Regions from separate parts of the Mus musculus genome. Here region 1 is linked to region 2. The links are chromatin contacts, called in public Hi-C maps. All regions are on one chromosome and are shown on one strand. The core of a region is the stretch at or near the end of the contact, and the rest is flanking DNA. Distances in the headings are between cores, read along the strand shown.

What was found. A called contact is a pair of places that touch in the nucleus more often than the background predicts.
Region 1: a Hi-C map of the N1E-115 cell line shows a contact between it and region 2, with 3 times the contacts expected there. The contact joins two enhancer-like sites. A contact is called at or near these places in 6 of 484 Hi-C or Micro-C datasets (the N1E-115 cell line, adipose-derived mesenchymal stem cells, cerebral cortex and 2 more) and 1 of 115 datasets of contacts at active chromatin or transcription factors (large pre-B cells).

The regions. Positions count from the first base shown.
Region 1 is chr3:153,569,647-153,575,016 of GRCm38.p6, forward strand. The region is part of intron 1 of St6galnac3 (ST6 (alpha-N-acetyl-neuraminyl-2,3-beta-galactosyl-1,3)-N-acetylgalactosaminide alpha-2,6-sialyltransferase 3); the gene reads right to left. Among named protein-coding and RNA genes, the nearest start is that of Gm32721, 18 kb to the right of the region's middle. Within about 2 kb of position 1,660, at least 26 of the 459 cell types and tissues checked have an H3K27ac peak or open chromatin away from gene starts, as enhancers often do. A contact at or near this core is called in the N1E-115 cell line and cerebral cortex, where this site is marked.
Region 2 is chr3:152,761,403-152,766,999 of GRCm38.p6, forward strand. Pigk (phosphatidylinositol glycan anchor biosynthesis, class K) reads left to right here. Exons shown (of 11, transcript NM_025662.5): 10 at 5,037-5,121. Among named protein-coding and RNA genes, the nearest start is that of Gm40181, 8.1 kb to the left of the region's middle. Within about 2 kb of position 3,314, at least 141 of the 459 cell types and tissues checked have an H3K27ac peak or open chromatin away from gene starts, as enhancers often do. A contact at or near this core is called in the N1E-115 cell line and cerebral cortex, where this site is marked.

The DNA of each region.
Region 1 (5,370 bases), core at 410-2,909, 810 kb after region 2:
ATCAATAAACTATAAAAATTCTTCTGAGTTACAGAGACAAAGTTTGGAGCTGAGATGAAAGGATGGACCATGTAGAGACTGCCTTATCCAGGGATCCACCCCATAATCAGCATCCAAACGCTGACACCATTGCATACACTAGCAAGATTTTATCGAAAGGACCCAGATGTAGCTGTCTCTTGTGAGACTATGCCGGGGCCTAGCAAACACAGAAGTGGATGCTCACAGTCAGCTAATGGATGGATCACAGGGCTCCCAATGGAGGAGCTAGAGAAAGTACCCAAGGAGCTAAAGGGATCTGCAACCCTATAGGTGGATCAACATTATGAACTAACCAGTACCCCGGAGCTCTTGACTCTAGCTGCATATGTATCAAAAGATGGCCTAGTCAGCCATCACTGGAAAGAGAGGCCCATTGGACACACAAACTTTATATGCCCCAGAACAGGGGAACGCCAGGGCCAAAAAGGGGGGGTGGGCGGGTAGGGGAGTGGGGGCGGGTGGGTATGGGGGACTTTGGTATAGCATTGGAAATGTAAATGAGCTAAATACCTAATAAAAATGGAAAAAAAATAAAAAATAAAATAAAAATTCTTCTATCAATTCAATGTTGTCCTTACACTGTCACATGCCATGGCAACCCTTACACATATGAACATACACACACACACACACACACACACACACACTCACACAATGATGTGAAAAAGACTTATGATATACAGAGCTATGGAAGCCCACTGGGAGATCGTTTGCCTCTTATGCACAAAGCTCTGGGTTCAGCTCCTAACTGAAGGGGTGGGCAGATACACGATACCTCTGTGCCAGTCAATGGGCACAGGATCGTTCCAGGGGTCCACAGTACATCGAGAAGATAATACATCAGACACACAGATATGTTCAAGCTATTAGAAAGTGCTCGCCTGACAAACCATGATTAACATGTGCGGTGACACCTGTGCACCTGCCGTCTTTTCAGCACTACCTGTCCTACCTTCATCCTGTTGGCCACAATAAAACACTCTGACCAAAAGGACTTGGGGAGAAGAAGATTCAGTTCTTTCTACCCTTCTGGGTCACTATCCATGTCTGAGGGAAATCAAAGCAGGACCCTGGGCAAGAACCTGAATCAGAACCAGGGAGGAATGCCACTCTGCTGGCCCCATCTCTGCTTGTTCTCTCACAAGCTCATCCTTAGCTAGCTTTCTGTACAGCCCAGGGCCACCTGCCTAGGAATGACCCCTCCCACAGTGGACTGCACCCTTATATATCAATGAATAATCAAGACAATGCCCCATAAATGTGCCTACAGACCAATATGATGCAGTCAATTCCTCAGTGGAGGATCCTTCTTCCAAGTGGCACTAGGTTGAGTCAAGGTGACACCTGAGTTGACAAAAGATATTACCTAAAATTTCATGGAAAGAGAATATAGAACCCAGCATCAACACATTACAAGTACTTAGCGAGTGGGAGCTATGACTTTAAACTATTATCTGATTGCTTTAGAGATCAGCCTTAACTAAAAACAGAAACCCTTCTGCAGGCTGACATTTAAAAGGCCACCACACAAAGAACACAGACCGGCTTCCAGGAAGGTACTTGTGAAAGCGTGGGCTGGCGAATCAACGGCACGGGATGTTCTCTTCCAACAGCTTGCCATTTCAGCATCTTTCGATTAGGCCGACACATGGTGCTCTCGAATGGCCCAGCTTCCCTCCCACGTTTGCAGACCAGGATTATTCTAAATAGGAAGCCAGTCCCCAAAACCTCCCACTTGCCGCCAACACAGGTCAGCCACAGGATTGTGTGCAGTCAGGCTGTGGAGCAGGTGCGACTACCTGTGTGAAGGTCACAGCCTAGTTATTTTATGTGTCAGTCTGAAGATAAAAGCAGACAACAATGAACCAGTCTGCACTCTCCCCGTGGAAGGAGATTGTCTTAAATTTGGGAAGTGGTTTGTCACTGAGATAACCTCAGCTACCCTGCAAAACAAAGCAAATAAACAAACTCGCTGGAAGTGAGGGTGCACACTTGAATTCAACTCTAAGGCAGACGCAGTGCTGGGCACTGCTGTTCAGTTACTTTGTCTGTCTTCAGTAGACACCGGTCATGGCGCCCTTTCTCCCTAGAGTCCTCCCCACGGTGATCTATAAACTGTAAAGTGCTAGTGCTTTAAAATGATTTTAAAGCAAGCCCTGGAATTACATTAAGGGCTTGCTTTAAAATGATTTTAAAGCAAGCCCTGGAATTACATTAAGGGCTTATCCGAGCCAGAAGGAGGCTGATGATGGTCAGGAGGAACCGACGCAGAAGGGTCACGTAACCATTTCCGGTCGGCAGTGGAGCCACTCCGCCCCCTCTTACCAATGAATCCCTGTCCATATAGACCTCAAAGTGCTCAGCCTGCTCGCTGTCTGCGGGTTTGGCCTCCTGACCAGACGTTTCCATTACCGCAGCTGCTGTTTGTAAGCGTGTAGCAGCCCTGCGTCTTAATGCTTCTCACCACACGCTTAATTTTTTTTTCTTCTCCTAGAAGAAATTATGGCCATTTCGGCTGAGTGTCCCCATTCTGTATTCTTTCAGAGCTCGTATTCATCTTTTATTTTCCTGAATGAGGTTTGGTTTATAGCATATAAGATAGGAAAACAGGATTGAAAAGGCTGGGAGAATATAAATCTTCCCTTGGAAACAAAATGCTCTCAGCGCATTTTAAAGACTTCAGAGTTTTTTTGACGCCCTCATTCACTGGAGAATTTTGGAGGAAGTAAAATCCGAGAATCCCTCTCCCTCTTCCCCCCGCCACTCCCCTATCTCTCTCTTTCACACACACACAGAAATAAAAAAATTTAAAAAGCCAGCCATATAGCCTGATTATTCCAATGTCTTCCAGTACACTGTGTGTTCCGTCAGACACTCCATGTTGGAAAGGTTTTCCATGTCTCGCTGGGTTTGCACATTCCTTTTTTCCAGCCAAAGTTCAGATACCTCGAGGACAGAGCTACACCCTAACCATGCGGTAGAGGTCTATTACATCATGGTGGTCTATTACATCATGGAGGTCTATTACATCATGGATCGCTTAGGCAAATCCCAGAGCTCCACTGGTGTGGGTACTCTGGGACTCGGTGCTTTTCCCAGGCTACCCCACTCCAGAGGGCCCTTCATGTCACCATAAAACTGATTTCTTTACCTAGCCACACAGGAGGACAAGATCCTCAATGGCTCTAGACTAGTCTTCTGGATATAAACACACCAATGAAAAAGCTGTAGTTTTCTTCATAAGCTAAGGATGTGAGGACCTAAAGGAGCAGGGTTCTGATGACAAAGCTTAAAGATGAGCAATTCGGAAGGAAGGTGTGTTGTAATGTGTAATCCCAATGATGTTGTTTCTAGCACGTTCAAACAGCAGCCAAATGAATGGCTCCATCCTCAGAATGAAATACATTTTATAGGGATTTCCCCCTGGAAAACTAGAGCTGAAGGTGGGGCTGGAGAGACAGCTCAGCCATTAAGAGCAGTTACTGCTTTTTCAGAGGATCAGAGTTCAATACCAGGTACGCAACTCATGACCCATATTACTGCAGCCCCAGAGACCCTCATACCCAGTTTTGGCTTCAGCAAGTGTACACACACACACACACACACACACACACACACTATAATTTAAAATAACTGGAGATATGTGTGCAAAAACACATCAGACCACAGCAATCATTTAAAAAGAAGAACCAATTAAGAATGCCTGTTGCTCTATGTCCTGACAAGGCTCCTGGCATACAAAGACTCTTCTCACAGGACCCAAAGAGCACAGTTAAAAGTGACAGTAGTTGGGCTGAGAAGATGTCCTGGTGGTTAGTAATGTGCTGTAACCATAGGACTGGAGCTTGGGTCTCCAGAAAACTAAGTGCTGTTGGGAGCTAAAAAGAGGCCCTGGGGAAGAGGGGGGAAGGGGAAGACCCACACCCCGCCAGAGTTCCACCTATTCTCTGTTCAGTCAGCGGTGGGAGGGCTGCCATACACTTTCCACTCATCCCTGAGTGGGCATCTAAGCCACTGACCCATTCTCCGGGGGATGGCTAAGGGGCAGCCCTACCTGGGGGCCCCGGAGCTACTTTCTCCTAAAGCCCCAGGGAGCCCCTGTGCTAAAGCCACTGGGGTTATGGGAGAGAGGGGTGAGGGAAGAGAGGTTCCCAACATCGCAAGAGTGAGCGCAACGGATCTTGACTGGAGCAGAGACCATCAATGGTTTTAGAGCTTTGTTATAGAAAGGCAGGGAGAAAGAGAGACGATAGAAAGGAGAGAGAGAGAGAGAGAGAGAGAGAGAGAGAGAGAGAGAGAGAGAGAGGAGAAAGGCTAGAGAGAGAGAGAGTAAGAGAGAGAGAGGAGAGGAGAAGACAAAGAGAGAGGAGAGAGCATGAGAGTGAGGGGTAAGAAGTAAGAGAGAGATAAGTAAGAGAGCAAGCAGAGGCTGAACAGCCCCTTTTATGGTCTTTACTGTTGCTAGGTAACTGGGGAAGAGTTTAGCCTGAAGGTCAGACGCTTGAGCCATTGCCTACGAGTCTTGTAGCTCTGCTTCTCTTGTGGGGGCTGTGGGGGGCGGTAACTTAGGCAGGAGCCAGAGTTCCAGGAGCATGAGGGAATGCCTACCGTGTCATGTAGGTGAATTATCACCCTTCAGGGTTCAGACCTCAGCTCAACTGGAGACAGCCTGTCTATGCATAGCCCAATGCCCCACAAAGTGCCAGGTGGGCATGGCAACCCCCTGTAATTCCAGCTCAGAAGACAGAGGCAGGGGATCCCCAAGCAAGCGGACTATCCAGGTTGATGAGTTCTGGGTTTGTCTAAAAAGACTGTGAGTCATGAGGAAGAACAATGCGGGGGGAGGGGGGGTCTGATGCTGATGTGCACAAGCACCCAACGTGTGTGTGCGTGTGTGTGTGTGTGTGTGTGTGTGTGTGTGTGTGTGTGTGTCAGACACTAGGAAAATAAAATATATAAACGCATGCACAGCACTCACTCCTGTACATGTAACCAATGGGAGGCGGCAGTTCCATCAGCTCAGGTCATGTGACACAGAAGGGCACCTGTAGGGGAGAGTGGGTCAGAGCTCATGTGTGTCCTGTCTGCTTTAGAGAGAAAGAAAGACAAAAATGGACATCGTTCAGATTCCATCGAACGCTTTCCACATATAACTCAGCAGAAAGTCTGTCACTCTTTCTCAGGTTGGTTTTCTGCTCCACTTGCTTGTTTTGTAGAAATGAGGTCTTGTCATACTACCCTGGCTGGCCTTGAACTTGTCAAGTAAACCGGCTGGACTCCAACTTGCAATCCTCTGCCTCCACCTCCCAAGTGCTTGGATTACAGGCA
Region 2 (5,597 bases), core at 2,064-4,563:
CAGGAAAGCCAACATAAATAATCTTCAAGAGAGAAAGAATTCAGCAAATGTACAAAGTTAATACCAGAATAAAATAGAAAATTAAGATAAAACCTTATTAAAGTATATATAACTTATATACATTTTGTTATGTGTAGGCACTTTCAGTGGAGAAAAGCAAAAACAGAAAGAAGGGTTGAGGAGAAGTTTAAGGACCTGAGTTCAACCCCAGGGCCTTCATAAGAAGGCTGGGTGGGGGCATGTGATTGCAATCCCAGTATTGGGGAGGCAGACATAGGTGGCCCTCTGGGGTTCACTGGACAGTCAGCACGGTCACCAGCAAGGCCCACGCCAGGGACAGACAGGCTGTCTCTAAAACCACGTTGACGGGGCTGAGGAATGAGGTTTTCAGACATGCGCACTCATATCGTATACAAGCGCCTGCACATGCATAAACACACACAGAGGGCTGGGATATAAAAGAAAACACAGAGGAAGGCCAGCTGGAGCCCTGGAGTGTGAACACGGTATTACACAAGTGTCTGTGTAATGAATGAACTCACTGAGAGAGTCATGACTGAAAGAGACAAACAACAGAAATGTCTGGAAGAACCCAACTGGACTCTGGAAAGACAAAGGCAAAATAGAGAAAATCACCTTGGAAGTGAAAACTAAATTACAAGACACCCAGGGGAGGAGTGTGTTACCACAAGTTCAGTGAAAGGAATAAAGACTAGAAATAAGAGCCAGGAAAATAACACTGAAATGTGAGGAAGAAAACAGGAAAAATCAGAGAGAGAGAGAGAGTCTGGGGGGGGGGTCCATTATATTTGCTTAATGCTTAAACTAGAAAATCAAATGGAATAGAAATAGAAATAGCGTTAAAAACTGTACTGGAAACCTTTTCAGAGCTCAAGCAGAATGTGTGCATTGAAAGGTCTTATGTCGTGGGTACCTGAGAGGGACTGTCTACCCTGCCAATCCTCCAAGTATGCTAGGGCGTCACCTCAGCAGAAGCAGGGAGGAAGAGGCCTCCCGAGCCTCCGAGTGAGAAACGAAGATGCAGGAGTACAAGGGTAACAGTGCGTTAGGATGGAAGTCACCTAACTGGAAAGAACATCGAGCCAGGTTCCTGGAAACAGTGTGCAACCTGTGGAAGAGAACCAGTATTTCCAGGAAAGTTATGAGCGGTTGATTTAACCACTGTGAGACTGGTGAGCTACATGAGACTCAGTGTGAATTACACACTGTCTTTGAAACATTGTTGACATTGTGAAGGCATGCTGAAATACATAATAACTGATGGTGTCTCAACTTTCAAATGGTTCAACAAGAAAAATTTAAAAATTAGAAAATTGCTCATTTTTTTTCACAAGTTTTTTCTTTTAAAAGCTTTTTCTGTTGAACTGGCTCTCATGTATTAGAGGCTGCCCATAAACTCCTGTGTCCCTGAGATTGGTCTTGAACCTTGGTCCACCTGATATTACCTCCCAAGTGTTGGGACTAAGTGTTTTAATTAGTATATATATTTAATTAGTATATAATTTAATTAATTATTATGTATTAGTTGTCCACAGCAATGGATTTCATTATGTCGGTTTATGCATGTGCATGGTGTATGTCGGTCATATTCACCCCAGTTCTGCCAATCCTCTTCCCAGCTGGCTCCCCTATGCTTTCTTGTCTTGCCTTTGTCTATCAGTTGTGGTGACCCTGTGAGTCTCCTCAGGGCTGTCTGCAGGAGCGTGGGCGGAAGCCTGTTTACAGAGCATGTACACCTTATAGCTACAGGGCTGTGGAAATTCTGTCTCCTCCCCCATCAACTTTTAACTGCCTGTGAGTCCTGGAGAGGGTGGGGCTCCACGGATCCCTTGCTCTTCCCTGGAAGGGTCCTGACAGACCCAGCCTTGCAGTCCAGTGCAGATGTCAAGGCTGCTGTGGGTCTGCGATTGCCAAAGTCCTGTCGTATCCGGAAGTCAGCTTTCCACAGCTATCTCACTTCCGCTGACTCTTCCGTTCTCTCTGCTCCATCTTCCACAGTGCCCCCGAGCTTTGAGGGGCTGTTCTATATGTCCTAGGTATAGCGGGCGAGGTATTCAAACTGTCGTTTAGTTTATTCTCTCGACTTTGAGTAGTTATGAGTCTGCAGTCACTGCTGCCCACTGGAGGAAGAAGCTTGTCTGAGCAGCTCTGCGGGCATGTGAGCTCTGGAGAAGGCCGTTTGATAGGCGCGACTTGCATCCTGCAGCCCCTCTTCCCAGCTACAGGCTTTTGACCAGCGGAGAGCGTCCGAAGCGAGGTCCTTCCTGTGGCAAGTCCAGCCCCGAGGTGGGCAGGCTTCCCGCCGTACCAGTGCTCTCAAGCTGCCTGGCCGTCAGTGTTGGTACCCGGAGGGCGAGCTGCATGGCGCCCCCTGGCAGCTTCAGCCTAGCCAGCAGGGGGGAGGTTCCAGCCCAGCTGCAGCTTGCTTTCTCTGTGTCTGGGGTCAATCCTGTGTGATCTTGAGCAGCACAGTCTGACCAACTAGTTATGGTAGGAAACTAAGGGCAGTGGCCTGGGTTGTTTTGGGGTTCTTGGGAGCACCCATGGTCACCTCCTGAGAAGTGCCTTGCCCTGGTCCTGGGATTCTTGTTTAATAGGCTGTAACCTCTGGAAACACCTTTATTCATCCCCACAGGGTGAATATCCCATTCAAAATATTTTTAAAAATTGTTTTTTGATTAGCTTACCAAAATGTCAGCTTTCCATGTATCATTTCTTTCGGTTGACATCCTAGACTGTACATTCTGTCTGCCATCTGCTCTCGCTGAGTGAGACCATCGTGTCCCTTCTATGTCACACGGGTTCTGCTGTCTCCCCACCCCCAACTTAAAGATCATATTTCTCCTGTGATATAGATGTGTATATATAAAAGAGCTGAACACACATGAGAGAGTTAAGGTAATAGAATATTTTTCAGTTTCTTCCATTTCTTGAAAATCTCATAGTTTCAAGTTATTGGATGACTTGAATTCCATTGTGTGTGTACCTCATTTTTGTTGTTACTTGAGTTAATAGTGTCTAGGCTGACTGTATTTCCTAGCTACTGTGACTAGAGCGGCCGTGACCACAGATGTGCAGGTCTCTTTGGTAGGATGCAGAGTTCTTCGGGTGGGTGCCCAGGAGTGGGATGGGTGGGTCATATGGCAACTGTAGCATTTGCTTTCTTAGAAATCACCACGTTGGTTTTCCTTGTAGCTGCAGAAGGTTATATGCCCACCAACACCATTCCAATATCCGTGTCTTGCTGTTAGCCATTCTTCCTGATGTAGATGGAATCTCATTGTGGTTTTAACTGGTGCCTCTGTGATGACTAAGGGCACCGAGTGCTTCATGATAGTTGCTGGTCACTTGGGCTTCTCTCTGTTCAGTGCTTAGCTGAGTTTTGCTTGAGTTGTCTTCTGTGTTCTTCCTGACATCTGCCGTCTTGAGCTTTTGTATATCATGGATATTAATTCGCTGTTAGATTATCTCCTGTCTCCTAGGCTCTTTCTTCACCCAACTCTTTCTTTTGCTGAACGGAAGGGTTTTGTTGTTTTTGTTTTTGAATTTCATGAGGTTTCATTTCTCTCCCACTGGCCTATTTATTCTGCAGCAGGAATCCATTCAGGAAGTCCTTGCCTGTCTGTAGCTGGAGTGTTTGCCTGCTTTTTTCCTCTGACAGTTTGAGAGTTTCCAGAAACTACCCAGGAGCCAGTAGGCCCCTCCCACCCCTTCCCCCATATCTCCTCCCAACCCAACTCATAGCAGTGACCCACCCACTCTCCACCTATCGTGGCTAGAATCTGTGGCATTCTTCTAGACTGAATTAACTATCTTTTATGTTGCTCCTGTGAGAGAGATGCTCACACCACCAAGAACTCTGGGTGTTCTTTAATCTGGGGCAGAGAATGGCACTGATTTGCATATCAGCCTCCTTTTGGGAGAGGCCTCATAATCCTCACACTGCAGGTTTTGAGTCTTAGTTAAGCTTATTTCATATGATTTTCAGGAAAAGATGAAGTTGAAGTTTTGAAATCTAATGTTGACACATTGTGGAATTCACAGGAAAAAGGGTAAAAACATTTTACTGCATGCAGTCAGATCTTACTAATATCTAGAGTTTATTTTTGAGATGGTCAGTACTTTAAAAAATACATTTTATCAGACTACTTGTTGGTTTGTGTTTTTTAATTTCTGATTTCCAGGGATCAGAGAATGACAAGAGAGAGTGATGGAATATCTAAACTGAAAGTGAAGTCGAGGACTGCATAGGAGAAAGGGGCCAACAAGGAGCGGGTGTGCGTGAGGGTAGTAAGGGGGCAGCAAGGTGAGGGTAGTAAGGGGGCAGCAAGGTGAGGGTAGTAAGGGGGCAGCAAGGAGCAGGTGTGCGTGAGGGTAGTAAGGGGGCAGCAAGGAGCGGGTATGCCTGAGGGTAGTAAGGGGGCAGCAAAAATGGTGATGTGGGTGGGAAGGCGTCACAGTGAAGCCCCATACTTTATATGCTCACTAAAAGTTCTAATAAACACTGAAAAAAAAAAAAGGAACAAGCTGAAAGGGAAAAGAAATCTACCTTTCTGCACCTGTAGTAGTAGTCGTTGTGTGAATTCTGCATATCATGTTAGATTGCAATGGCCAGGATCTAAATGACTTACACTTAGGAGCCCTGTGTCTACGAGGGCTGACTTCTCAACCTTCTCTGTGCACCGCCACTTCTGGCAACGCCCAGGTCTCTGCTTCCCCAGAGGCCCTGCTCCTCCAGGACGTGTTCCTAAATGTTAAGTCCCGAGTGAACGTGGGAACCAGGACCGTAGGTGACGTCGCTGATCTCGTCACACCATTGCACGTAGTCTGAATACTTTCCTGGCAGTCGTTTAGGTCCTGGCCATTGCGCTGGGTAGTTTTTCCAAAATTGTCAATAAATATTATTTCCAAAAGTTCCTTTAGGTATGTGATAAGCACATCTCAGAGTTGTGCTCTTAGGCTAATAATGCTTACCTGTGGCACTGGCCTGAGTGTGTGTTCTGATTGCTTTCTAGTTCTAAAGAAGACGGCACGGCCGAGGAGCGCATGGGACCTCTCAAGTATGCTGAGCAGCTCCCGGTGGCTCAGATAATACACCAGGTTGGTTTCTGTTTGATTCTTTTGAAAGAAACACACTTTTAATCTCAGAGGGGAATGCTTTTGTTAGGCTTTTCAGAGTCCTCGTGTTCTGTCTGTAGATGTTGTGGGTACACTCTTCCTACTGCACTCTACCCTTATGTGAACACTCCCATATGAAGCTCAGTATTGAAAAGACCATGCAGTGTAATGCCTGAACTCTTACGTACAATGTGGGGTAGTCTAAATTATCTCTTACGGATTAGAAAATGCCAGAAAACTTAATTTTGAACCACTGTATTGGGTTTATGATGAGAAAGCTGAAAATTAGTCATGACCACTGCTGTGCTTAGGAGAAGCTAAGGAGGGGAGGCCATCATGCCTGCTCTTGTCCACCTTCCCCAGCAACGGTTGTGAAGGGTAATTGTAACTGTCATGTGGGTAGTTTGCTCATTTCTAGCCATGACGACTCTGTCATCCTTGTGTGTGGGGCTCAGCTG